Linked DNA regions of Mus musculus: regions 1, 2, 3, 4, 6 and 7 are each linked to region 5. A link is a contact called in public HiCAR-type, HiChIP or PLAC-seq and promoter capture Hi-C data. All regions are on one chromosome and are shown on one strand. Each heading gives the region's core, a stretch centred on a gene start, on an enhancer-like site or on the middle of the called end of the contact. The rest is flanking DNA. Distances are from core to core; before and after follow the strand shown. Region 1 has its middle 180 kb from the start of Mir6419. Region 2 has its middle 54 kb from the start of H2al2a. Region 3 has its middle 150 kb from the start of Mir6419. Region 4 has its middle 18 kb from the start of H2al2a. Region 5 holds the start of Bmi1 (Bmi1 polycomb ring finger oncogene). Region 6 has its middle 160 kb from the start of H2al2a. Region 7 has its middle 120 kb from the start of H2al2a.

Region 1 (3,225 bases), core at 665-3,164, 940 kb before region 5:
GTGTCTATTTTCATCCTTGCAGAATCTCAGGTGGAATTGTCCTGACACTGGGGCTAGAGAGATGGTTCAGAGGTTACAAGTACATTCCTCTCTTGAAGAGGATCAGAGTTTGGTTCACAGTGTCTATATCACACACCTCACAACTGCCTGTAACTCCAGCTACAAGAAACTGAAGCCTTCTTCTGGCTTTCACAGGTACCTGAACCCACAGGCAGACACACAAGCATGCACAGAAATAAAAAATAAATCTTTAAAGAGAAGTGTTGCCGTGCATATAGAGTATTTTTTCAGTATGTGGTCAGACAGCATGATGTTCATGCAGCCAAAGAGAGAAAGGAGCCATGTACAGCGTCAGGGTCAAAGACCTGGATGCAGGTAGGTACTGGCTAAGTCTGAAGGGCTCCAATGAGTGTTGACCACACCAGAGCTCAGGGGCAAAAGCAGCAGCAGCATGTTCTGCTGTCCAAATGTGCTTCTGCCATGGCTCCCCAAAGCTGGGGCGTGAAATCGGGGAGACAGAACAACCCAGGAGAGCAGAGGGTTAGGAGAAGGGGAAGGAAGAGAAGGGACAGACAATGCAGCGCTGAAGAAGGAACAAAAAGAGAAAGGACCTGATGAACTCTGAGAGGCCTCTGCCTGGGCTCAGCCGAGGGCAGCTGAGGTCAGCCCAGGGCCAGAAATAAAATGCATAAAATGCCAAGGGCCTGGAAAAATCAACAGAGTCAAATGAGAGACAAAGATATTCTGCCATGACACAAGTAGAATGTTTTGTTGTGTACTAACAAATGAACTCTGTTGCTTCATCAACAAGGTCAGCTAAGTCCATGTGGATGAGGTGTTAGGGACAGAGTCCAGGGCCTTGCTGTTGTTAAACTTGCACATCTGCTTTTTAAGCTCAGGAATCATTCCTTGAGTTCTGTATAGTAAGGTCGTTTGCTAGTTTAGAAAAGTTTGCTTGCTTGCTTGCTTGCTTGCTTGCTTGCTTGCTTGCTTGCTTACTTGCTTGCTGTGTGTGCGTGGTATTTGGGGGTGCGCAGAAATTGACATCAGGTGCTTTCTGTCATTCTATCATTATCTTCTGTCACTGAAGCCAGGTTCTGCAGATTGACTAGCGCCCCAACAAGCTCCGGTGATCTTGTCTCTGTGTCCCCCAGTGCTGGAGCTTCAAGTGTGAGCCCAGCTTTTCTGTGGGTTCTGGAGATCTGAACTCAGATCTCCTTTGTGTGGTAAGCACTTTATTCTCTGAGCTATCTCTCTAGCCCTGGTTCTTTTATTATTGTTGTTTGCTTGTTCTGTCTGTTTGTTGAGACAGGATCCCACTACACAGCCCTTTCTGGGCTGAAACTCAATATATAGACCTTGAATTCACAGAAATCCACCTGCCTCTGTCTCCCAGGTGATGGAATTAAAGGCGTGCACCACCGTGTGCCCAGATTGCTTTCTTTTTTTAAAGCAGTCTCACAATGTATCCCAGGCTAGCCTTGAGCTCTGTTCCCTCTGCTGCAGTCTCCCAAAGACTGGCATTGCAAACAGGGAAGGCAGGGCAGGTTTCCTGGCTGAGAAGACAGAGAAGGTTCCCCAAATGGAAACTAATGAAAACTTCATTTTTCATAGTTCCCTGGCCATACTTATTATTTTTCAGTCGACTACGGGTTCAATGTTGTCAAATGAAATTTTCTTCCCATTTTAAATAATGAAACAAAAATATGTCTTAAGGTAACATAACAACATCACAAGCAATCTTTGCTAAAAACACAGGCTCGTTCTGAGCAAAGAGACAGACTTCACTTCGTAGGGGGATTTCCTTCCTCGGCTGTGACTCATCAAACAGGGAAAGTGTCGAGCCTGCCCATTAGCGGTAGGCATCAGAGCAAGAAAGTGTTCTTCGGCATGAGTAATACGAATTAAGTGGAATGAATGGAACTAGCCTCGCAGAGATGGATGGAGAAAAGAGCCTTCATTATGTAAAAAGGAAACCTGAGAGCCATCGCCGCCCACCCCCCAACCCCCACCCCCTGCCGCCGCGGCCACTGCTTGCGCAGCCTCAGCCAATAAAAACAGGTATCGGCGCTCAACTAAAACAGGAGATGTAAAATAACAAGAGTGCTGCTTAAAAATTCGAGTGAAAAGGTAAAACATGTTAACTAGAATTTAATGACACGAAAAGAGGTTTCTGGTGTTTTGCTAAGTCGGAAAAAAAGAAAAAAGAAAGCATGTTGCAAGAGTGGTTTCCTATGATCTCATTTTTCACTAATTTTATGACAATATGCAGAGAGTGAGCGGCCTGGGAAAAGAGCACTGAAACCGTGACAGAGGCGGGATTGTGCTGTGTTTTCCTTTCTGTATACTTTTCCCAAATGCATTTGTTTACTTAATTATTTAAAGCAGGGTTTCACTACATAGCCCAAGTAGGCCTCCAAGCCCTGATTCCCCCGAGCCTGTGCCGGGGTCACCTCCACGCCCAGCTGGTGTTTTAGCTAGAAATGTCAACAAAGCAGAAGAGGGCTTTGCTGTGGAGATTGTTGTGGTCATCCTCCCTCGCCTCACCAGGTTCTCCCCCTCCCCCTCCTTTCTTCCTCTCCCCTCCCCCCTCCCTGTCATTCAAACCTATCTCTTGCACCCCTAGGGGAAAGGAAATGATTACCAGTTTGGGGTGGATTTTGTTTTGTTCTATTAAGAATGTGCAGACTAATAAGAACAGAAAGGCACCAAGAGGTCGCCCCTGGCCGTCCCCACCCATTCCTGAGACTCCTGCGGTCAGGGAGTGATAGAGGGTGTGGCTCAGAGAACTCAGTCTCTTTCTGCTGCCTTTCCCACAGACTCTTCAGGAAGTTCTCATGGTGTACACTCTAGAGTTTGTCATTTGAAAGGTCCTTGTGTCCAGCCTTTGGGGATTTGAACGACACTTTTTCTTAATGCTTCAATGTGCTGCTGAAAGTGAGGGTCTCAGCTGTATGCCTGTGGCCTTGAGAGTCTCTGAAGAAGATCACTTCAAAGGGATCTGAGGTCTTCGCTGTGGTGGCTTTCATTTCTGCCCATTGTTTCTTTAATTCCCATTTGTGTATATATTAATTTTCTTCATATAATCAAAATTACTGTTATTCAGGTAGGATTATTACGTACTTGAGAAAATTCAATATGTCTTTACCTAAAAACCTTAGATACATTAAGTCTATGAGAAGACAGTGATATGTAAAGACAACACTCACACTCTTCCCATTTTTA
Region 2 (3,442 bases), core at 90-2,589, 730 kb before region 5:
TGGGGGTCACCAGAGCTTCTAGGCACAGAAGGTGTGTCAGTCTAGTCAGGCTTCCATAATATCATAGGCAGGGCATCCTACATCCTGTTAGCATTTTGTCTAAGCTCTGCCCCACAGTTATCTGGCAACAGCCTGACCCACTATAAAAGGGGCTGCTTGCCCCCTCTGCTCTCTTGCTCTTGCCTTCTTGCTCCTGCTCTGTCCTCTCGTCCCTTCCCCCCTCTCCTCATTCCTCTCCCCCTCTCTCCTCATTCCCCTCCCACTCTCTCCTCATCCCTCTCCCCCTCTCTCCTCATTCCCCTCCCCCTCTCTCCTCATCCCCCTCCCCCTCTCTCCTCATTCCCCTCCCCCTCTCTCCTCATTTCCCCTCCCCCGGCCTGCAGAGATACTCCCCTTCCCCCACACCTGACTCCACCTCCACCAAAACATACTCTCTCTCTTTATCCTTTTATAAACACAGCACATCCAATAGAAACTAATTACGCTGGAGACCGGGAATTCTGAGATCCGGCATTAGGTGAGAGCACACTTCCTGGTCGGTCCCTGGGATGTGTCTCTTTGCCGTGTCCTTATGTAATGGTAAAGAATGATGCTGCTCTCTGGGGCATAACTTATAAGGCACAACACCATTTGTGAGGGTTCCACCCAATGATGTAACCACCTCCTGAAGGCCTACCCTCTAACGCTATCACCTTGGGGGTTAAGATTTCAACTTGGGAGTTTGAGCGGAGCATACACTGCACTAGAAAAAAAGTATAAAGAGTGTGCAGGATGCCGGGCAGTGGTGGCACACACCTTTAATCCCAGCACTTGGGAGGCAGAGGCAGGCGAATTTCTGAATTCGAGGCCAGCCTGGTCTACAGAGTGAGTTCCAGGACAGCCAGGGCTACACAGTGAAACTCTGTCTCGAAAAACAAAAACCAAAAACAAACAAACAATGAAAGATTTGCTTATTTATTATGTACAGTGTTCTGTCTGCATATGTGCCTACATGCCAGAAGAGGGCGCCAGACCTCATTATAAATGGTCATAAGCTATCATGTAATTGCTGGGAATTGAACTTAGGACCTAGAGAAGAACAGTCAGTGTTCTCAACCTCTGAGCCATCTTTCCAGCCCACGTTTTGCTTTTTGTGTTTGTCAGTCTTCAAACAATGACAAAAATCTTTAGGAAATAAAATGCATACTGAGAGATTTCAGTCCATGTTCTCTTGGGCCCATTATTTCTAATCCTGTGTCTAGGCAAAAGTCAGGACAACCAGTGTAAAGATGCTCACCTTGTGGAAGCAAAGAGGGAGAGATTGATCCCTTGACGTCAACTTTCAGTACCAGGCCCCGCCCCCATGGCGTAGTTCCTTCTACTGGGCCCCACTTCCTAAAGGTTCCACACCCCAGTGGTAGCACAGGCCCTTGAGCTAGCTTCTAGGATATGAGGCTTTAAAAAAACATTTAAGATCCAAACCATGAGTGCCTGTCACATACCCTAAAAGGAACAATTGCACAGTTTCATTCTATTTTACATATGACCAGGATTTGACCTTAATGCTACCTACCCTTTATGAGTTCTGCTGTGGCCTGAATATTCATGTTCCTCTCAAATTCTTATGTTAAAATCTTAAACCCCAAAGCAACAGTATTAGAATCTTAGGGCTTTGGGAAATGATGTCAAAAGAATCTAGGAAGAAACTTTTTTGGGGGTGGGGTGGTGTTCGAGACAGGGTTTCTCTGTATAGCCCTGGCTGTCCTGGAACTCACTCTGTAGACCAGGCTGGCCTCGAACTCAGAAATCTGCCTGCCTCTGCCTCCCGAGTGCTGGGATTAAAGGCATGCGCCACCCTTTTTTAAATGAAGAGGAGATAACGATTATACTCTCTAGAAAGTAAAGATCGGTGGTTTGAAGTGTGTGCTGCTCCTGCAGAGGACTCGGGTTCACCTTGGACCATGCATGTCAGCTCCAGCGGACCACACGCCTCTGTTCTCCACAGACATCCATAATCACGTGTAGACTGTCCCACGCCACACACGAAAGCATAGATAAGGCCTTAGGCTCAATCCCAGTACAAAGACCATAAAATGAGGCCGGGAGTGTCTTACACACCTTTGATCACAGTACTCAGCAGAAAGGCAGGAGGATCTCTGTGAGTTTGAGGCCAGGCTGGTCTGCAGAGCTGGTTCCAGGACAGCCAGGGCTACACAAACAAGCTATGTCTCAAAACCAAAAGAGAAAAAAAATTTGAAGAATACTAAACCATCCTGATTTCTTGATTTTGACTTTTATTCCTCCCTGCCCCCCCCTCCCTGCCACTCCCCCCCTCCCCCCCAACACCCTCCCGGGTCTTTGAGCTGTAGTCTAAATCTGACATTTTACCTCTCTGGTCTCCTCCTGCTTTCCCCATTCTAGTATTGCATTCTACCACTGAGCTAGATCCATCAGCTCTTGTTAATGCCTTTATGATTAAATCATTTTCTTGTATTAAAATCAGATAAAGATATAAAACAAGTTCACTTTGTTCTACTTTTACATTAATTTTTTTATTATACTGTTACATCTGGATTTTGTTTTATATTGTCTAGAATTTTTCTGAAATTATTAACTGGTTTTAATAGCAGTATTAAATAAGTTTAGACTTAAATCATTTAGATGTCTTTCATCATCACTTATTAAATATTGTTATATAATTGGGTCTATCCTTCTTGTTCTATTAACCCATTAAAGTCAGTTTGTCTTTTTAATGACTGTTTTGATTAACATTATATAAGTTGTTGATGCTAGTGTAATACAAACACACTGAGTTTTAGGACACCCAGGGCTTCCCAGAGAACCTTAAAGCAGAAAAAATAAACAGGTAGGTAAATAGATAGATAGATAGATAGATAGATAGATAGATAGATAGATAGATAGACTATTCAAACAAACAACCAATTCTCTGGCTTCTTTTAACTGTCAAAGCTGGATGTGGTGACTCATATCTAATCCTAACACTCAGGAAAGTGAGATAGGGAGATGGATGAGTGTTCCAAGATAGCCTGGGCTACAGTGTGAGTGAGATAGGGAGATGGATGAGTGTTCCAAGATAGCCTGGGCTACAGTGTGAGACAATGAGACCCCGTTTGGAAGAAAGAGATGTTTGAAGGGAGGGAAGAAAGAAGGGATGAAGAGAGAATTGAATGGATATTATTACACCAAAATCTCCAAGATGCTCAGTCCAGTGAGCACAGGGATACACCTGCCTTATTTACTGTGGGCATTTCTGTTGGCCAGTCCATTAGAGTTTGTAGAGCTCCCAGTTTGATTAAACTGGGACAATTCCCAAACTATGGATAGCTTGGTTCTCAGAACTGCAGTAACTTCCCTTCTAGATCCTTGCCCTCCTCACCCTAGAAGGGAAGTATTTCAGTGTTCACTGAAGTCATGAAAAGGCTTCTTGAAGCCACACATGAGG
Region 3 (3,311 bases), core at 735-3,234, 960 kb before region 5:
ACTGAACAAACTCTTTTCTCAGCACATAAGTGCTTTGTGTATTCTTTCACCTTCAGCTGCTCATTTCCCTGGTGTGATCCTCATATTAGCTGCCATCGCTCTCAGCCACCCGTCTCTATACTCCATTATCAGACTAATCTGATCTGAGAAAGCTACCAGGAGCTCAGTCCAATGTTGCTTTTTGCTTTAACAGGTCAGTCTCCCCTTTCTCCCTCTGAAACAATGGACACTTTTTAATGTGTTTTCTAAAATCCTGCCCACTTAGTCATGATTTTCATTCCTTCAGTTATAGCATGGATCTTAAGTGCTCCCAAAGTTCTTCAGGTCAAAGGCTTGGTCCCCTGGTTTGGTGCTTTCAGGAGGTAGTGGAACCTTTAAAAAGTGGGGGCCTGTGAGGCTCTTGGCTGTGGGGTAAATAAAGAGCTTTGTCCTGTTAAAAACCCTCTACTGTGATGGACTGCCTTGTCATTAGATCAAAGGCCATGGGGTCTGTCCGAACATGAGCTGACCTCTCCAATATTATGTCAAAATAAACCTTTTATCTATGGAAGATGACTTATCACAGGTATTTCGCTACAGTACAGAAAAACTGACAAACATACCTTCTTTTGTCTGCTTGGGAAATGTTTATAAAAGGTCAGCTGTGTGCCAACAGCTATAGTAGGGAGAGTTTACATGGCTCCTGGCTGATGTCCACAGGATTTTCAAGCCCAGGCTCGCTCAGCAGGGCCTTTCCCTTTCCCGTATGCTATTGTAAACTCTTCCTGAAGGCTGAGTGTGCTGTGACTGCATATTTTCCCTTTCACTCTCAACTTCAGTGGAATTGAGACCATTTATTTCAAAGTCAATAAGACCACTACCCTGCCTAGTTTTTAACTCAAAAGCAACTTGAGAACAATTTAATTATAAAACAAAACAAAGCAAGGAACCAACTGGCATTCGGTTTATGCTTGTAGTTGATAGCTGGTCATGGAGAAATGATAAAACGTTTAAAAAAAAAAAAAGCAGGGGGTCCCATGTTCAGCTTGTGGCGCATGCGCAGCGCTGTGGCAGAGCCGCTTGTGTTTTACTCCCCTCATCCTTCTCCCACTCCACTGTTTTGCCTTTAGGTTTCTCCTGCACATGGATTCACCTGCTAGACGTTTTGTTTTAGCACATACAGCGCTTCTGTCAGAGTTTCGTTAGCCGGTCCGCAGCCCACGCATGCTGTACTTGAGCCTGTGTGTCTCTGTCTCGCCGACAGGAGGGCATGAATATTCCCCAGTTGATCTCCTCTGAGCATCACTTGATCCCTCCTCCATTTAGGTGGCTCTTTTATGTGACCACCTGTCATCTCCCACTGCAGAATTAATTTTTAAATCCTCTGCCACAATGTTTCCCAACCCGCCGAGATATGAGACAGACAGAGATGGGGGAGGGGAAGAGGGAGGGAAGGAGGGAGGGAGGGAGAGACTGTTGTCAAATACAAAATTATTGAATCCCACCCAGAATAAATAAATGTGCTTTTTACGATTTTTTCTTGTTTTGTTTGTTTGTTTGTCTGTCTGTTTGTTTGTTTTCAGAGACAGCGTTTCATCCAGGCTGGCCCCAAATATAGCCAAGGTTGACCTTGAACTCCTGATCCTTCTGCCCTACCTCTCTAATGCTGGGGTGAGAGGCATGTGCTACCACGCTCAGATTACGTAGTGCTAAGGATGTAGCCTAGACTCTCAGGAATGCTAGGCAGACACTTTACCAGCAGAGTTACATCCCCAGCCTGCCTCCTCCTCGTTTTGGATTATAGGCATGTAGCACCACTGTGGGCTGGAATCAGTACACTTTCAAAGTGCCCAAAAGCGTTTACTCCTCATCTGCTGTGTCATTGCTGTTTGGAGAAAGAAAAAACATCTGCCAGGTGGCCATTTAGTAGAACACTTCCAGGACACAGACCACTCAACCTCCAGGTGCTCAGAACATAAGAGGCACACAAATAAACCAGCTCCAGACTCCCAGGCAATTAAACCCAGTGTTACATAAGAACCGTTTAAAGAGAGAGAGAGCACAGAGGCAAGCCCTCTAAACTAGGATCCTTCTTTAGCAGCCTTGGAGGAAGAATTGTGCTAATACGGTATTTCTATTCCCGACAGGAATAACCCTTAATTATTATGTGCCTAAAGCATCTACAAATTTTAAATAGAATTTCACGTAATGTTAAGAAAATGGGAGAGCTGCGTCACTAGCAACAGGAAAGACCTTAAACAGAGTCAAAGAGAGAGAATCAGAGAGATGGGGGTTAAGGGAGCACACATTCCATTAAGTTGTCTATAAAGTTCTGGAAATGGAAAAGACAGAAAATTACAAAAGAAAATAAAATTGTTCCATGAAAGAATAGAGGAGATTGGAGATGGTTCCATTAGTGGAGAGCTTGGGAGTCAAGCCCAGAACTCACATTAAAACCAAGCAGTGAGCACATTTGTAAGCTGAGCACAGGAGGCAGAGACAGGCCGATCTCTGGGACCCACCAGCTCAGCAACCTAACCTGTGCGGCTGGTAGGAGGCCCTACCTCAAGGCATGATGGGATGCATCTCAGGAGCAAATGAAACAGCACACTCGAACACATAGATCCTTCATTCATGAGTGAGTGAATTCATTAATCCTTAAGTGTATTAAGCTTGAGGGGAAAACATATTTCCAAGGACATATGTGTGATATGCAAATGAATGTGTATATAGCCGTTTACCCAACATTCACTGTTACAGTTGCTGTTAATTGTCAATTTGACAGAATTTAGAATCTTACCATAGACAGGCTTCTGGATATACCATCAGAGGGTTAACTTGATTTCATTAACTGAGGTGGAACCGCTGCCCACTGGCAGTGGCGCCATTCCCTAGCCAGACTCCTGGGCTGTATAAGCAGAGAAAGAACTGAAAAGCAGCAAGTGTTCATTGTTCTGTTTGCTGACGGTGGATGTGATGTGACCAGGTGTTTCAACTTCCTGCCATCTTAATCTCTTCACTATTATGGACTGTATGTACCCTTGAGCTGTGAGCCAAAATGAGCACTTTCTTCATAATGTTCTGTTTGACAGAGTATTTTACCACTGCAACAGGGGGAAAAGGACACATAGGATCTGCTTCTAAGAGTTTGGAAAACAGTCATATAAAGAAGTAATTTTCATAAGCTACTTTAAAAAAATTTTTTTGTCAGCCATTGTTCAAGTGCACATCAGTGATGAACAATCTAACTATAAATGTCAGCATTTCACCTCATCAAAAGTGCTGGTTACTGATCAAGTATATTATCAGTCCAAGCATGGCCAGTTCTGGCA
Region 4 (3,407 bases), core at 60-2,559, 700 kb before region 5:
CTATGGACAATGTGTTATCCAAAGAGGAAACTCCTCAAACTTTGATGTACATGATTTTATTGGGGTGACTGGCTTCCCAAATGGCTCATCTCAGTCACCAGTCCTTCAGGAACACAAATTGATCCAACACAACCCAAGGCCCTCACATTAAATCCCATTTTGGTATAGTCCAAAGATTTCAGGCAAGCAAAACTCTGTACCTGACAGAATATTCCAAGGTCCTAAGTCAAAGGTTAGAACGTGCCACGGGCAAAGTCCATCAGAATTCTGGTACTCAGGTGGGCAAGGAGTCAGCAAGTGACAAACAGACTCAAACAAAAGAGAGTGCTGAATCTGAGTGTAATTTTTCAAAGCGAGCATCAGGCTTATATAGTCATTACAGAAGAAAACAAGGAAGTTAGGTAATACATCAGCCAAGATACATTAAGGTCATGCATTATGACTCTTTAAACAAAACAAAAAAAAATACATACATGAAAACTGGCAGGAACCAGGCAGTGTTTACAACTGAGATAAAATCAGCCCTATCTAAAATCAGATTATTATTAGAAGCCAAGGACAAGGGGTTCAAGCCCTAGCCATAGTTCCAATTCTAGTCTATTGTATAACCCACCTTCTTCTTAGGCCATTGTAAATTCCTGTATATGGGAGTGACTCAGCTGTTATTCTAAGTATTTACTCTAGTTCCTTCTTAAACCACAACCCACATTCTTTCTTCTATTATGTAATGTAGTCTGCCAACATGACAGTGATGAGTATTCTAAGATTATTTAGTTGAACTTGTCCTGAGATTTCTTTCTTTTTTGGGGGGGGGGGGGGGGTATTTGAGACAGGGTTTCTCTGTATAGCCCTGGCTGTCCTAGAACTCACTTTGTAGACCAGGCTGGCCTCAAACTCAGAAATCCGCCTGCTTCTGCCTCTCTGCCTCTCTGCCTCTCTGCCTCTCTGCCTCTCTGCCTCTCTGCCTCTCTGCCTCTCTGCCTCTCTGCCTCTCTGCCTCTCTGCCTCGTGCTGGGATTAAAGGCATGCCACCATGCCCGGCTGCCCTGAGATTTCTAACTCTTTTTTTTTGTTTGTTTGTTTTTCGAGACAGGTTTTCTCTGTATAGCCTTGGCTGTCCTGGAACTCACTTTGTAGACCAGGCTGGCCTGGAACTCAAAAATCCACCTGCCTCTGCCTCCTGAGTGCTGGGATTAAAGGCGTGCGCCACCACGCCCAGCTGAGATTTCTAACTCTTTCCAGTAAACAGCAACGCCTGTTTTCTTTCACTATCTCTCTATCAACACTGGAGGCATTTCGTCTGAATAAGTAACATTCTTACGAAATTCAAAGCCCAAGGTCAGCTCAACCATTGACTAGGAGGTTGGGACAAGGGTGGAGGCCAGGAAGCAATGTTCAATCTAACTTGACTATTCCTCAAATCATTCCTTGGGGGCACTTATAATAAAACAATACTGAAAGAAAGTGTGCGAAACCCTCTACAGACTATATCAAGGACAAATCTGGACCACATCCCTGTTACGGAACCTCCTGGAGACCAGTTTCCATGAACCTTTTGGTTTGGTTTGTTTTTTTTGTTTTTTTTTTCTTTGTTTTTTTGTTTTTCGGTGTAGTCCTGGCTGTCCTGGAACTCACTCTGTAGACCAGGCTGGCCTCAAACTCAGAAATCCGCCTGCTTCTGCCTCCCAAGTGCTGAGATTAAAGGCATGTGCAACCACGCCCAGCTGGCAGATGGATTTCTGAGTTCGACTCAGGACTGAGGCCAAGCTTTTGGACTTGTCATACAGAATACACTGGAGTGGGTGTGGCAAGAACTCTTTTGGACAAGTTCAGTTCTTTACTATACTTGTTTTTGTTTTCTTTTTGTTTCTTTTTTTTTAATTTATTTATCATATTTAAGTACACTGTAGCTGTCTTCAGACATTCCAGAAAAGGTCGTCAGATCTCATTACGGATGGTTGTGAGCCATCATGTAGTTGCTGGGATTTGAATTCAGGACCTTTGTAAGAGCAGTCAGTACTCTTACCCGCTGAGCCATCTCGCCAGCCCCTTGTTTTCTTTTTATATTTATTATTTTTTGCTAGTTTCCTATGTAGATATAATTGTAGCTGGCTTAGTTACTTTGTATTTTCTTCTTTCTCCCACCCTTTAACCCCACCCCCCCCCCACTCCTTATCACTTAGATGGGAGAGAAAGAAGGATAGAGTAGAAAGGGAGAAATCTCTGAATCTAATTTCTTTCCTCTTGTTTCTTCTTTGCTTGTAGCTGGTCTTTGCTACTTTCTGGGTTCTTCTTTTTCCCGTCCTTTATATCCTCACCACCAACCATTTCAACCTCTAACACTAAATAAAAGAGAAACAAGGATAGAGGGGAGAGAGAAATTAGAAAAATCCCTGTATCTAATTCTTTACTTTTGTTTTTTCCTTGACTATGGCTTCTAACAAACCTCAACCAACATGCCCCTCCCTTCCCTACCCCCACACCCAGCTCCACGAGAAGACACAAACACACACACACACACACACACACACTCAAGGATCAACAACCCCCCTCCCTATAAAACCACACCTCTGCTAGAGCATGCAGCAAATCATAGTCAGCTGCAGCAAGCAGTCTAAAGTAGCCCTGTGTTTTTACACTTGGGATTAAAACAAAGGCACATTTGTATAATATTTCTATGTTTTTAAAGAAATTGAAATTCTGGAATTTTCACTACATAGAATACATTCTGGATATTTTCATCCCTTCTTATACTCTCTCATCCCCTCCCACTCCTGCTGAACCCCGTTTTGCCTTCCCAACAATTTCCCTCCTACACTTATATTGTTTTGTTTTGTTTTGTTTTGTTTTGTTTTGTTTTGTTTTGTTTTTCCAGACAGGGTTTCTCAGTATAGCTCTGGCTGTCCTGGAACTCACTTTGTAGACCAGGCTGGCCTCGAACTCAGAAATCTGCCTGCCCCTGCCTCCCAAGGGCTGAGATTAAAGGCATGTGCCACCACCACCGCCCGGCTCATGTCTTTTTTTGTTGACTTTGCTTTGTATTTTTTTTATGACCCATTAATTAGGATTGCTTGCATTAATGTGGGGGCTGGTATAGACTAATGTGTGGGAAACTTACCAGTGGCTCAAAAAAGGACCCCCCCCCAGCTGCTATTAATTGCCTATAGCTCCTCAGAGATGGATGGGGCCTGATAAGCCCCTTCTCAGCTATATGAGAATGTTAACAAGCCCTGTCACGCCAAGTCTTGCGCAGGTAACCACAGATGCTGTGCGTACCTAAGTGTAACAGCCCTGTCCTGTTTAGAAGACATTTCATGGCACTCTTCCTCACCCCCTGGCTCCTACATCCTGTCTGTCTCTGTTCTGATTTGTGCCCGGAGCCATGGAGGGAGTGATACAGATGTCCT
Region 5 (3,450 bases), core at 623-3,122:
TTTAACATAGATTTCACTTTTAAAAGTAACATAGTAACATCCCCAGTAGCCTGCATTTACTGGTGCCCCTAATTGAAAAATAACTTTAAAGTTTGAGTTCAGCACACTTTCTTTCATTCCATCATGCATCTGACTCATAAAACTGAGCAAAAGTAAGAGATTGGAGAATGCCTTTCACAAATTAAACTTCCAAAGTTTTAAGCAGGAGTTTTAAATTACCCTATAAAGGGAAAGTTCACACAAGTTCTTAAAACTGTTAATATTTTCAGTGTAAAACTGAAGAAATTAAAGTCTTCGTTGATTGATGGATATGCTAACGAATTTCTTACCAATTAAATAAAATGAAGATCATTCCTGAAAATTTGAATGAAATTAAATGTTCCAAAGACATCTGTAGTCACTTTAGAGTAAATATTAGCGAAACTTTAAACAGAAAATGTGTGTGAATCATAACCTTCCTTAGAGAAGTTGAGAGATAATTTAGATATTCTCAGCCTGCAAAAATTCTGTTAGAAATTCCCTTTTAACTAGAACTTGAATACCTGATTGGAGGACCAGATCCAGCAGAAGAAGCGCTTCTTTTCCAAAGGGCTTTGCGAGCTGTTGAGCTCCCGTGGACTCCTTAGGTGTTCTTCCTTCCGACTGTGTTCTTGCAGCTGCTTCAGAGTTGCTGCTTCCTCACTTGTATGCCCAAGTTGTGACATGATTGTACATCTTTTAGGACTTGGTGGGGAAACTTAAGGATGCTTCAAAAAGCCTGGAAAGAGCAACTCAGTTGTAATTTGGGGAGGCTGATGACCCCAGGAGCCTAGAGGAAAACCAGACGCGCCTTGTCTCCTGCTGGACCATCGTTCGCGCGAGCTGGATGTCATTTTCAGTGGAAAAAGAGCTAGCACCCTTTTGAAGTGATGCCAACCATCAATTTTGACACTTTTTTTACACATGTGAAATGGTTAAGAGGGAGACTCTTAAGCATCTGGATTTTCAGTATTACTCTTGCGTTCCTTCTATCTTGAGCGTCTTCAAGCCCTATTAAAGTATCGTACCCTGAATAAATACGGTGGTATTCCCACAAGAAGGGCGGCATTCTGTTTGGAGTTTGTGTGTGACTTTGACGACTGAGTGTGCCAAGCACATCTGCCCTGCGTGGGCTCGGACGCCTGCCTTGCCCCAGGTTAAGTGTTTCGGGAAAGGTGTGCGGCCGGGCCGTGCTCGCTGCCCGGCCCGCCCGTTACCTGCGCCCGGCCCGCCCGACCCCGCGAGCGGAGCCAGCCCGGCCGCTGCCCGCGCGCGCCTCTTCCCGGCCGCCAGCGGGCGGGGCGGCCGCTGTTGTTTCCGCGGGCCCGATCCGGCGCAGGTTCGGCAGGGCCGAGCCGGGGCAGCGGCCGGGCGCCCCCGGCGGCGGGCCCCGCGGACGTGTGCGCCAGAAGCAGGAGACATGGTGGGGGGCGGGGCGGCGTGCGGGGCCGAGCGGGCCGCGCCGGGAGAGCGGCGTGTGGCGCTGTGGAGAAATGCCTCCGTCGCGGCCCCGGCGCGCTGCGCGGGGAGGGGAGGGGGCTGGGCGCGCGGCTCGCGGCGCGCTGCGAGGGGAGGGGGCGGCCACGGGCCCGACTACACCGACACTAATTCCCAGGCCGCCCTTAAGGAATGAGGGGAGCACGTGACCCGGCGGGGGGCGGGGGAGGGGGCGGGCGGACTCCGAGCCATTTTGGAGCCGGTGTCAGTTTCCACTCTGCCTTCAGCCGTGCATTTTTTTCCACCCTCCCCTCCCCCTCCTGGTCCTCCCTCCCCTCCCCCGCCACCCGGCCCGCAAGCACACTCGGCGCCCCCCGCCCGCCCGCCAGCCCGCCTCCCCCACGCGAGTCTGAAATCATAATCGTAGTATTAAAGGCAGAGATCGGGAGAGACAATGGGGAGGTTGGCGAGGGAGCCCCGCGCAGGCTTAGCAACACCTCCCGGCCCCGCAGAATAATACGGCTCGGCCCCTCTGCGCGCCCTCCCCCGAGCGCGGCCGGGAGGCGGCGGCTGCGCCGAGGAGGAGGAGAGGCCCCGAGGAGGCGGCGGCGGAGGCCGCGCGGAGGCGGAGGAGGCCGCGCGGGAGGAGGAGGCCGCAGCGCGCGAGCAGGAGGCCGGCGGGGGAGCGGCATGAGCGGAGCGCGGCGGCCGTGGCTGCTCTCGGCCGCGCTCGGTGCCCATTGACAGCGGCGGCGGCGGCTCGCTCCAAGATGGCCGCTTGGCTCGCATTCATTTTATGCTGAACGACTTTTAACTTTCATTGTCTTTTCCGCCCGCTCAGATCGCCTCGCGCCGGCCGCTCTTTCCGGGTACGTAGGAGGCGAGGCGCCGACGGGCCGTGGCCGGGGACTGGTGGGGGTCGGGGCGGCGTGGAGGGGGGGGGGCGGAGGCGCTGACAGCGTGGGCAACCGGCCCGCGCCCCGCGCCCGCGCCCGCGCGCCCGCCGCCTCCCGCGGCGCCGGACGCCCCGCAGCCCGCACCAGCGCCGCCTGACCGCGCTCCAGCCGCTCCGGCCGCCGCCCGCGCCCGGCCGCGCCGCGCCGCCCCACGTTTTAGTTCCCCGCTCCCCCGAGCGCCCCTCGGCACCCTCGCGCCGCACATGGTCCCCGAGAGCGGCACTTGTGTCTCCAGCCTGCGCGGCTCCCGCGGCCGCTGCGCCCTTTGTTGAGAGGTAGACTTTGCTGAAACGGGGACGGGATCCCGAGATCGGGCGCTGCCTGGGTCCAGTGGCTTCCCTCCTCTCCCGAAGAAAGGGCTCTGGAGGTCTTTGAACCTCCAGGGAACGCCCCCATTTTATAGGGATGGGTACTGTGGGGAACAGCGATCCCGACGAGGTGGGTGTTAGGCTGGGGGGAGCCCCGACAAAAATGTTATTAACTTAAGTTGGAGGGACACTTGTGTGAAATTGGATGGCTGGTAAGATGGCGGTTCCCAGTTGTTTCCAAGGTCTTGTGCATTTGTGTTGGAAAGGGTAAAGTTTTCAAGGTGGTATTTGTTGGGAGTCGAGGACAGGGGTTCCATACGTACTTGGGGCGAGCTCTCAAGGAGGTGGGCATTTAAAATTTGAGCTTTGTTTTGGAGTGAAGCCGGTGACTGTACGTTAGCCTTGCTGAGCGCCCTTTCTCTCTCCACTCTCACCCCTCCTTTTTTCTTCTTTTCTCTCGAAGACACTACAACTTTCCCCTTTGCTGTGGGATGAGCTGAGACTTAGGTCCATTGCATTTTATAGATTTTGCTAAATGTCAGAATAGGTCATGAAGTAAGGGGATGGATGCTTCGGAGAAGGAGCACTAACGCGTTGATTGCTTATGTTTACGTAGTCATTTGGACTTGACAGCGCTGGAGCATGATCGTTTCCCCAGAGCTTTACAGTTAATAATTGGAAATAAACAAGGAGAGAGACTTTGATCATTCCCAATTGCAATAAAAGGATTT
Region 6 (3,502 bases), core at 736-3,235, 840 kb before region 5:
GATTGCTTAGCTGACTTGTTTAAGTTGCATTGAAACAGAAGCAGCCCTCGGAGACCAAGGCCCACAGGGAATGCTAATACTGAATAACGTCATCCAAGAATCCAGTCCAGACTTCTGCAGCCTCCCAAGCCTAGACAGGACAGTGCCAGCTAGGAGTCAGCCATCCAACCCTGATCAGCTTCAGAGCCACTTCCCAAAGGCCCGGAAGGTTCTGGAGGGTTCCCAGGGTCTGTAGTGTGCCAGCCTCACCGACAGGACCTACTGAGTCCAGTCAATCTCCTGGGCTCCTTCACTGCATTATTAAGTGTTTGACTGGCTTGTTTGCAGCCAAAAGCATTTACTTTTAATTTAGACAATTTCCCCCTTTTTAATTTTGCCTGCCTTTGAAATAGGTCTGCAGAGCGATGCTGTGTCACAGACTGCCCTTGATGTCTGTGTTCATTTGTTAGCATATTTGGCGTATCTGCAGCCAAGAAGCCGTAGGCACTGGATCGTTATGTTCCTCTGTTTTCCCTTTTCAAGGATTCTGTTAAAATCCATAATGTAACCAGACAAGCAGAACATTCAGGCATTCTTCTGAAAGTTAAGCCTTCTGCCTCTGCACCTCCAGTCAGTTCCTGCTTCGTACCTGGCGTCTCTGAAAGAGAAGAACGCTGCCCTTCCGTGTGCCCTCACTAAAGTCTCGGCCACACACAAGGCAGTACCTCCATTAGCCCAGAGCACTTTTCTTTGTTTTCCATCATGCTTCCAGGAGCAGCAAGCAACAAACAACAAACAAGCAACATGTGCAAAACATCAACAGATATCGTACGCTTCAAATCTCAGGGCAGCGGGGGAGGCTGCTGTGGGCAGGAAGCATGCCATTCAAGTTGGTACAGAGGGATAGTCAATTGCAATGATCGCTTTGATCTGCTGATCCCCTTATCGGATTCCTCTCTGCGATTCTGCTTATGGGGAGAGTTTTTTTCTCTCTCATCACTAATCATCTTGCAGGTCCTGGTTTATACCTATTAGACTAAACACACCCTGGGGAAGTAGTGGCTAACTCTGGTCTGTACACATCTGAGATGTCAAAGCGGCAGGAATCCACAGAGCTCCGGGCTTCTCTGATTAATGTCACCGACATGAAACATCCAAATTCTCTGAAAACAAAGCGACTTTCTTTGGACTCCAACTTCAATTCTAGCCTTCAAAAAAGGATGCTGAGGACCATGATGGAATTGTTTCCACCCTGGGTGTCTTACCTTTGAAATAAAGGGGTGTATCACCTTTGACACACACCCACATGCCCAAGGCAACCCATCTTCCTGGCCCTGTCTCTCACTCCCGGCTGTTGCCATGGTTTGCTCAGAAGAGCAGCTGCCCAGAGACAGCATGGAAATGGAGTGCACACTGAGTCAGTCCAAGTATCGTCTAGGATAATGAGCAGAGGTCTCAGGATTTTGAAAGCCAAAATGCCCTGTCTTTTGTAAGGCTGCCCTCAATGGAAAGGGGACAAAGGGAGGAAGGCCTAAGTAAAACAGACTTTGTCTTATTAACCTGGTGCACACGCCTGTGATCGGTGGCTTAGCTGGCAAATTGCAAGGACCTCGATGGGAGATTCAGAATGCAACAAGTGGATGTTGCTATGGAAACGGATCAAATGAACCCCAAGAATGAAGGCCCTCAGCCTGGGGAGAATGCTGGAAGAGGGTGGATGTTGCTTTGAATGCGCTGAGCTGATGTCGGAAGCCCGTGCAAGGGGAACGGCTTCCGAGGCTCTCGCTAACTTGGCGTCCTGAGGGCGACACGAGAAGCTTGCCCCAGGTCAGTTGGTTTAGAAAAAGACGAAGACGTTCTCTGCCCCTCGGCTGAGGACCCAGGCTGCATGAACCTCTGCTAGCTCCAGACTCAGTTGGCCCGAGGCCTGCTGTCCACAGGGCCTGGGAAGTGTGTTCCATCTACAAAAGTCCCTACCCCCATCCTTCGGTGCCAAGGCTGGAAACTCTGGGTGAAACAAAGGAAAGAGACAAACTGGGGCTTTGACTCACTCAAAGAATGGGCAGTCGGGCAGTGGGAGGGTTTACTCTCAGGAAGTGATCAGATTCAAGGTCATACTCCCAAACCCTCCCTCCAAGAAATGCTTCATTTTCCAGATAAAATTAGACTGTGTCAGAGCACACTGGATAAATTTAGGGTTCTACCCTGAGGCTTGGGTTGGGGACAGAGCTGGATTTAATAACATCTGTCATCCCTTCCAGACCCGTGATTCTGTGATAATTGGCTGGCGGGAGCACTGGTTTTCCAGGACACCCATGATTACAAGGCACTCTTTAAATGCACCGTGTAGACACTCCAAACAGCACAGTTGTAGATAATTACCCAGTTGGGAGTTTCTATATATGTAATAACTAACACAGGATAGGCTAGTCAGAGTCAGGGGGCCAGAAAGGTTCTCTGAAAAGGAGAAGTCAGTCCTCGGGGTCCTGAAGGAAGCACGTGAGTCTTCTACTTTGCTCTACTCTATCTACTGTGTGCACAGATGGAGTTCTGTGTCTGGGGTGCTCAAAGTCACAGTAACAAGCCCAAGGGTGGCCATAACAGCGCCAAACAGAGAGGAACACTGAGTTCTAGGCTTTATCCAAAGCTGAGCACCACTCATGCAAAAACCCACAGTGCTCCACAATGTGAAACAGGTTCAATGCCCGTGAGATATGACAAGTCTTCATTCAACACAAACCTTGTTTCAAGCTCAAACTTATTTAAAAATACTGTATTAATTTGCATCTGGATTATGTGCATAAAGTATATATGAAACATGAGTCTTAGGCTTAATGTCAAGTATCAGTCTCAAGCTATTTCCCTACATGTACGCAAACATTTCCTACTTCTGAAACACTCAGAACCTGACTTTTGGAAGATAAGAGTATCAGGTCAAAGCTGTAAGCACGTGAGTTGGGATCTGTGGTCATTTGAATGAAAATGGCCCAATCAAAGAAAACACATGGTGGGACTCATGGCTCTAGCTGCGTATGTAGCAGAGGATGGCCTAGTGCCAACCACAATTCAGCTTTAGTATTTAAAATGCACCCCTCTCACAGCTTGTGACCACTCAGAAGAGAATGATAACTACAAAATCAGGATGATGTCAACAAAAGTATGGGACAGATCTGGAGGTAGTGTACAACTTGTAATGTGCTCAGAAAAATTAAGACTTAAGACGCTATATCCAAGTTTATGATAGTTTACATGGTGTGTAGACTATAACTACTCGGTGGATTTTAGTTACCATATCTGATCAATTTTAGATCTTAAACATAGTTCAGTGGTAGGACACTTGGCTAGCATGTAATGTGCCTGAGTTCAGTCCTTAACACTGAAACAATAGTGACAATGACAATAATAATAATATCTTGCCACATCTACTCAGGAGATTAAAGCAAGAAAATTACATCAGCCCTGGAGTTCAAGGTCAGCTTGGGCAATAAGGTGACTCTGCCACTCAATATGGTAATAGTAACAA
Region 7 (3,166 bases), core at 449-2,948, 800 kb before region 5:
ATATGTACGTACACTGTAGCTGTCTTCAGACATTCCAGAAGAGGGCGTCAGATCTCATTACAGGTGGTTGTGAGCCACCATGTGGTTGCTGGGATTTGAACTCAGGATCTTTGGAAGAGCAGTCAGTGCTCTTACCCGCTAAGCCATCTCGCCAGCCCCTCCACGCTTTTTTAAAGATTTATTTATCTACTATATGTAAGTTTCGATTTTTTTCTTAATTCTGGTCTCTGAAAAAGCAAAACTCTGTCTGCTTGAGTTGTCCCCTTCAGGCTGTGAGAGTCTAAAGAGTTTGTTATCACAGGTCCATGAGAATCCTCCCAGCCACAGGCCAGGGTCGAAGAACTCGCCTTAATCTAGCTCTCCATGCCAGTTCTTGCAGCAACCCCTCTACATGCCTGATCTAATTCCAAGCCTTCCCCCACAGCCTCTACTAGACACCATCCATACCCTAACTTCAGCCTTCACAGCCTTTGCCTACCCACCCAACAAGATAAAGTCCACACGGTATTGTTGATCTCAAAGTATCTGACAGAATTTCCTGAATTCATTTTTTCCTCCTCTTAAAATTGCATTTTTTCCACCATAAACAATCAAGATGTAGTTTCCCTATTGAATCCAAAGAAAATCTAGATAAATATAGATTGCCTAGATACAGACAGTCTAGATAAAACAAGAGGCTGTTTCATGTTAGGAACCATACAAACACTGCATATTGTTTTTAGCTTTGCAAGCCACCAAACTCCCGATCTTGCAGGGCCCTCAAAGTCTGAGGTGGCACAACTAAACTCCGCTGTGGGCATGGTCTGGCTCCAAGGAGTCAAGGCCCCAGCAGCCAATCAACTAATGGGAACAAGGATCATGGTAAGTCGAGAATGCTGCCAACATTAAGTGTAACTAAAGACATTTCTGCTTCTTTCCTTCAAATATCTCCCAAAGGGGAATATCTTAGAAAAACCTGAAAGCATTCAAAAACAAAGATGTGAAAGGGGATGGAAAATAGGACCCATGAGGAATAGGGAGAACGAAACTGTGATTCTCAGTCAGAGGAAAAGAAAGCCTAGAGGCCATTTAACAATGGCCTGCAAGGTTTAAAGGCTACTCCACAGGGAGATAGAGACCAGCTGTTCAGCATCTCCTAGGAGGACAGAACACAAAAGAGTGAGCTTCAGCTTCCACACGAGCGACTTAAGCTAGCAAATGATATCCGCCAATGAGGATAGCAGACTTCCGAGTTGTCAGGGGGCAGTAGGGATCTCCTCTCAAGTTCTTCAAAGTCCCAAGCAGGTCAGGTGTGGTGGCCTCAGCAGGCAGAAAGAGAAGACTAGACATGGCCTCAGCACCTCACCAGCTGTAGCTGTGGCCCTGCTTCTCCAGCAGCCAGCACTCTCTCCTCACAGTAGGCTGGCTTTTCCGACTCCAGCACTTTCTGAATTGAGCCAGGCAAGAAGTAAACGGGAAGGCATGTGAGGAATGAGAAAACAGAGGCGAAATTGATTAATTTTTCCATGAGAGAGGCTGGATGAAGCTGCAAATAACTCAGCTGAGGTCCTTGGTAACTGTCAATTTCTAAAGTAAGAATCCATGGAAATTAGCTTCCTTATAAATCACTAATTGGGCCTCCTCTTCCCTTGGTTCTCTGGTTTCCTGGCCTCCCTTGGAGTCCTTTGTACATTCCCTTTGCACCTTCAGCATTAGCCTGGTTCAGATTCCCCAACAACAAAAGCCAAAGACAGATTCTTGATGCTGGAGCCAACACTTCACACATTCCAGGCCCAGATCTTTGGCATAGCACTGCTGTTCGTTAAACCCAGCGCTGAGTCGTCCACAGCAGGGGAACCCTCATCCAGAATGCTTGGGACCAGAAGCACCTCCACTTTGGATTGTTTTTTTTTTTTTTTTTTTTTCAGATTTTGGAATATTTGCGTAGAAATAATGAGATATCTTGGGGATGAAGCTTAAGTCTAAACACAAAATTACTCTATACTTCATATGCTTCACAGAGCCTCAAGATCATTTGTGTCTATGTGTGTACAAAATAGCTATATGGCGTCGAATTTTCTGCTTGTGTCATGTTAATGCTCAAAAAATTTCAGATTTTGGAGTGCTTTAGACTTTATATTTTCTTATTATGAATGTGTAACCTGTACTTTTTAATAAAGATATATTTATTAGGTATATAGTATTCTGCCTGTATGTATGCCTGCAGGCCAGAAGAGGACACTAGATTACCATTGTGAGCCGCCATGTCAAGGTTGCTGGGAATTGAACTTAGGACCTCTGGACCCGCACGCACATAGTGCTCTTAACCTCTGAGCCATCTCTCCAGCCCTAACCTGTACTTTTTTTAAAAAAAGAAAAAATTAATTCCTTAAGGACGTTGAGTATCTCACCCACTAAACACTAAAACATGGTTTACAGTGGTGTGTGGTAGCGCAGAACTGTAATCCCCCACCTACCCCGGCACTGGAGGGGCTATGGCAGCAAGATCTGAATACTGTAAATAACCAGCTCATCTTACCAATTAGTCCATGGTAAAATGCTCTTGGGTTCTAATGCATCTCGCCAGCCCCTCCCCCCGTTTTTTAAGATTCTGACTCTCTGACTCTCAAAGGAGGTTGATCCCCTCCCTGTGATATTGCACTTCTCCGGGAAAAACGGGCCCTTGGCACCAGACACAAAAGATAAAGGGGAGTGAGCTCCCACCAGCCGCCTGAATTCTTGAGTTTATGCCATGAAACGGCCAGCAGGAGTGGCATCACTCACGAGCTCCATGTAGCCTCCGAGTTCAGACTGCGGACTGCCCCAGAAATTCCCACAGCCATACCCAAGTACACTGAACACAGATGCAGCAAGATGACTGGAGCAAGAAGGCGGTTCTCAGTGGCGGCTGAGAACCCTGCCATCGCTCTTTGCTAAGGAGATCTTATCTGAAGTGAAGGCATGGGGGAAAGCAAATGGCTAGAAGTGGTTCTGGCTTCAAATACTGGCAGTTTGTGTGGGAGAATGGACCAGGACCTTAAAAGGACAAAAAAAAAAAAAAAAAAAAAAATCAGGGCGGTGGTGGTGCACATCTTTAATCCCAGCACTTGGGAGGCAGAGGCAGGCAGATTTCTGAGTTCGAGGCCAGCCTGGTCTACAAAGTGAGTTCCAGGACAGCCAGGGTTAT

Evidence for each region. Promoter capture Hi-C pulls out the DNA fragments that hold promoters and counts their contacts. HiCAR-type assays count read pairs that join an accessible place to other places. HiChIP or PLAC-seq counts read pairs in DNA pulled down with a chosen protein or histone mark.
Region 1: a contact with region 5 is called in a promoter capture Hi-C map of embryonic stem cells, with 7 times the contacts expected there. The contact joins the enhancer-like site here to the promoter of Bmi1 in region 5. A contact is called at or near these places in 9 of 39 promoter capture datasets (the SN4741 cell line, cranial neural crest, embryonic stem cells and 3 more), 6 of 484 Hi-C or Micro-C datasets (the N1E-115 cell line, embryonic stem cells and nephron progenitors), 7 of 115 datasets of contacts at active chromatin or transcription factors (astrocytes, embryonic limb bud, embryonic stem cells and 3 more) and 2 of 9 other capture datasets (adipose tissue and embryonic stem cells).
Region 2: a contact with region 5 is called in an H3K27ac HiChIP or PLAC-seq map of embryonic stem cells, with 4 times the contacts expected there. The contact joins the enhancer-like site here to the promoter of Bmi1 in region 5. A contact is called at or near these places in 5 of 39 promoter capture datasets (the 3T3-L1 cell line, hematopoietic stem and progenitor cells, liver and 1 more), 2 of 484 Hi-C or Micro-C datasets (both in embryonic stem cells), 9 of 115 datasets of contacts at active chromatin or transcription factors (bone marrow-derived macrophages, embryonic forebrain, embryonic limb bud and 2 more) and 1 of 9 other capture datasets (embryonic stem cells).
Region 3: a contact with region 5 is called in an H3K4me3 HiChIP or PLAC-seq map of embryonic limb bud, with 2.8 times the contacts expected there. The contact joins the enhancer-like site here to the promoter of Bmi1 in region 5. A contact is called at or near these places in 2 of 39 promoter capture datasets (the SN4741 cell line and stem cell-derived epiblast-like cells), 5 of 115 datasets of contacts at active chromatin or transcription factors (astrocytes, embryonic forebrain, embryonic limb bud and 2 more) and 1 of 9 other capture datasets (adipose tissue).
Region 4: a contact with region 5 is called in an H3K27ac HiChIP or PLAC-seq map of embryonic stem cells, with 4 times the contacts expected there. The contact joins the enhancer-like site here to the promoter of Bmi1 in region 5. A contact is called at or near these places in 2 of 484 Hi-C or Micro-C datasets (both in embryonic stem cells), 5 of 115 datasets of contacts at active chromatin or transcription factors (embryonic limb bud, embryonic stem cells, extraembryonic endoderm stem cells and 1 more) and 1 of 9 other capture datasets (adipose tissue).
Region 6: a HiCAR-type map of astrocytes shows a contact between it and region 5, with 2.1 times the contacts expected there. The contact joins the enhancer-like site here to the promoter of Bmi1 in region 5. A contact is called at or near these places in 5 of 39 promoter capture datasets (the 3T3-L1 cell line, embryonic stem cells, liver and 1 more), 1 of 484 Hi-C or Micro-C datasets (cerebral cortex), 11 of 115 datasets of contacts at active chromatin or transcription factors (astrocytes, bone marrow-derived macrophages, embryonic forebrain and 6 more) and 1 of 9 other capture datasets (embryonic stem cells).
Region 7: a contact with region 5 is called in an H3K4me3 HiChIP or PLAC-seq map of neural progenitor cells, with 5 times the contacts expected there. The contact joins the enhancer-like site here to the promoter of Bmi1 in region 5. A contact is called at or near these places in 6 of 39 promoter capture datasets (the 3T3-L1 cell line, the HPC-7 cell line, embryonic stem cells and 3 more) and 3 of 115 datasets of contacts at active chromatin or transcription factors (astrocytes, cardiomyocytes and neural progenitor cells).

What each region holds. Positions count from the first base shown.
Region 1 is chr2:17,739,852-17,743,076 of GRCm38.p6, forward strand. No RefSeq gene overlaps it. Among named protein-coding and RNA genes, the nearest start is that of Mir6419, 180 kb to the left of the region's middle. Within about 2 kb of position 1,915, at least 166 of the 459 cell types and tissues checked have an H3K27ac peak or open chromatin away from gene starts, as enhancers often do. A contact at or near this core is called in the N1E-115 cell line, the SN4741 cell line, astrocytes and 5 more, where this site is marked.
Region 2 is chr2:17,941,707-17,945,148 of GRCm38.p6, forward strand. No RefSeq gene overlaps it. Among named protein-coding and RNA genes, the nearest start is that of H2al2a, 54 kb to the right of the region's middle. Within about 2 kb of position 1,340, at least 12 of the 459 cell types and tissues checked have an H3K27ac peak or open chromatin away from gene starts, as enhancers often do. A contact at or near this core is called in embryonic stem cells, where this site is marked.
Region 3 is chr2:17,713,642-17,716,952 of GRCm38.p6, forward strand. It overlaps a transcript of Nebl not described here. Among named protein-coding and RNA genes, the nearest start is that of Mir6419, 150 kb to the left of the region's middle. Within about 2 kb of position 1,985, at least 21 of the 459 cell types and tissues checked have an H3K27ac peak or open chromatin away from gene starts, as enhancers often do. A contact at or near this core is called in embryonic limb bud, where this site is marked.
Region 4 is chr2:17,977,147-17,980,553 of GRCm38.p6, forward strand. No RefSeq gene overlaps it. Among named protein-coding and RNA genes, the nearest start is that of H2al2a, 18 kb to the right of the region's middle. Within about 2 kb of position 1,310, at least 21 of the 459 cell types and tissues checked have an H3K27ac peak or open chromatin away from gene starts, as enhancers often do. A contact at or near this core is called in embryonic stem cells, where this site is marked.
Region 5 is chr2:18,675,146-18,678,595 of GRCm38.p6, forward strand. It overlaps Bmi1 (Bmi1 polycomb ring finger oncogene), which reads left to right and starts at 1,873. Exons shown (of 10, transcript NM_007552.4): 1 at 1,873-2,324. Commd3 (COMM domain containing 3) reads left to right here. Exons shown (of 8, transcript NM_147778.4): 8 at 722-1,086. The coding sequence ends at 781.
Region 6 is chr2:17,837,571-17,841,072 of GRCm38.p6, forward strand. No RefSeq gene overlaps it. Among named protein-coding and RNA genes, the nearest start is that of H2al2a, 160 kb to the right of the region's middle. Within about 2 kb of position 1,986, at least 33 of the 459 cell types and tissues checked have an H3K27ac peak or open chromatin away from gene starts, as enhancers often do. A contact at or near this core is called in astrocytes, cerebral cortex, neural tube and 1 more, where this site is marked.
Region 7 is chr2:17,879,838-17,883,003 of GRCm38.p6, forward strand. No RefSeq gene overlaps it. Among named protein-coding and RNA genes, the nearest start is that of H2al2a, 120 kb to the right of the region's middle. Within about 2 kb of position 1,699, at least 40 of the 459 cell types and tissues checked have an H3K27ac peak or open chromatin away from gene starts, as enhancers often do. A contact at or near this core is called in neural progenitor cells, where this site is marked.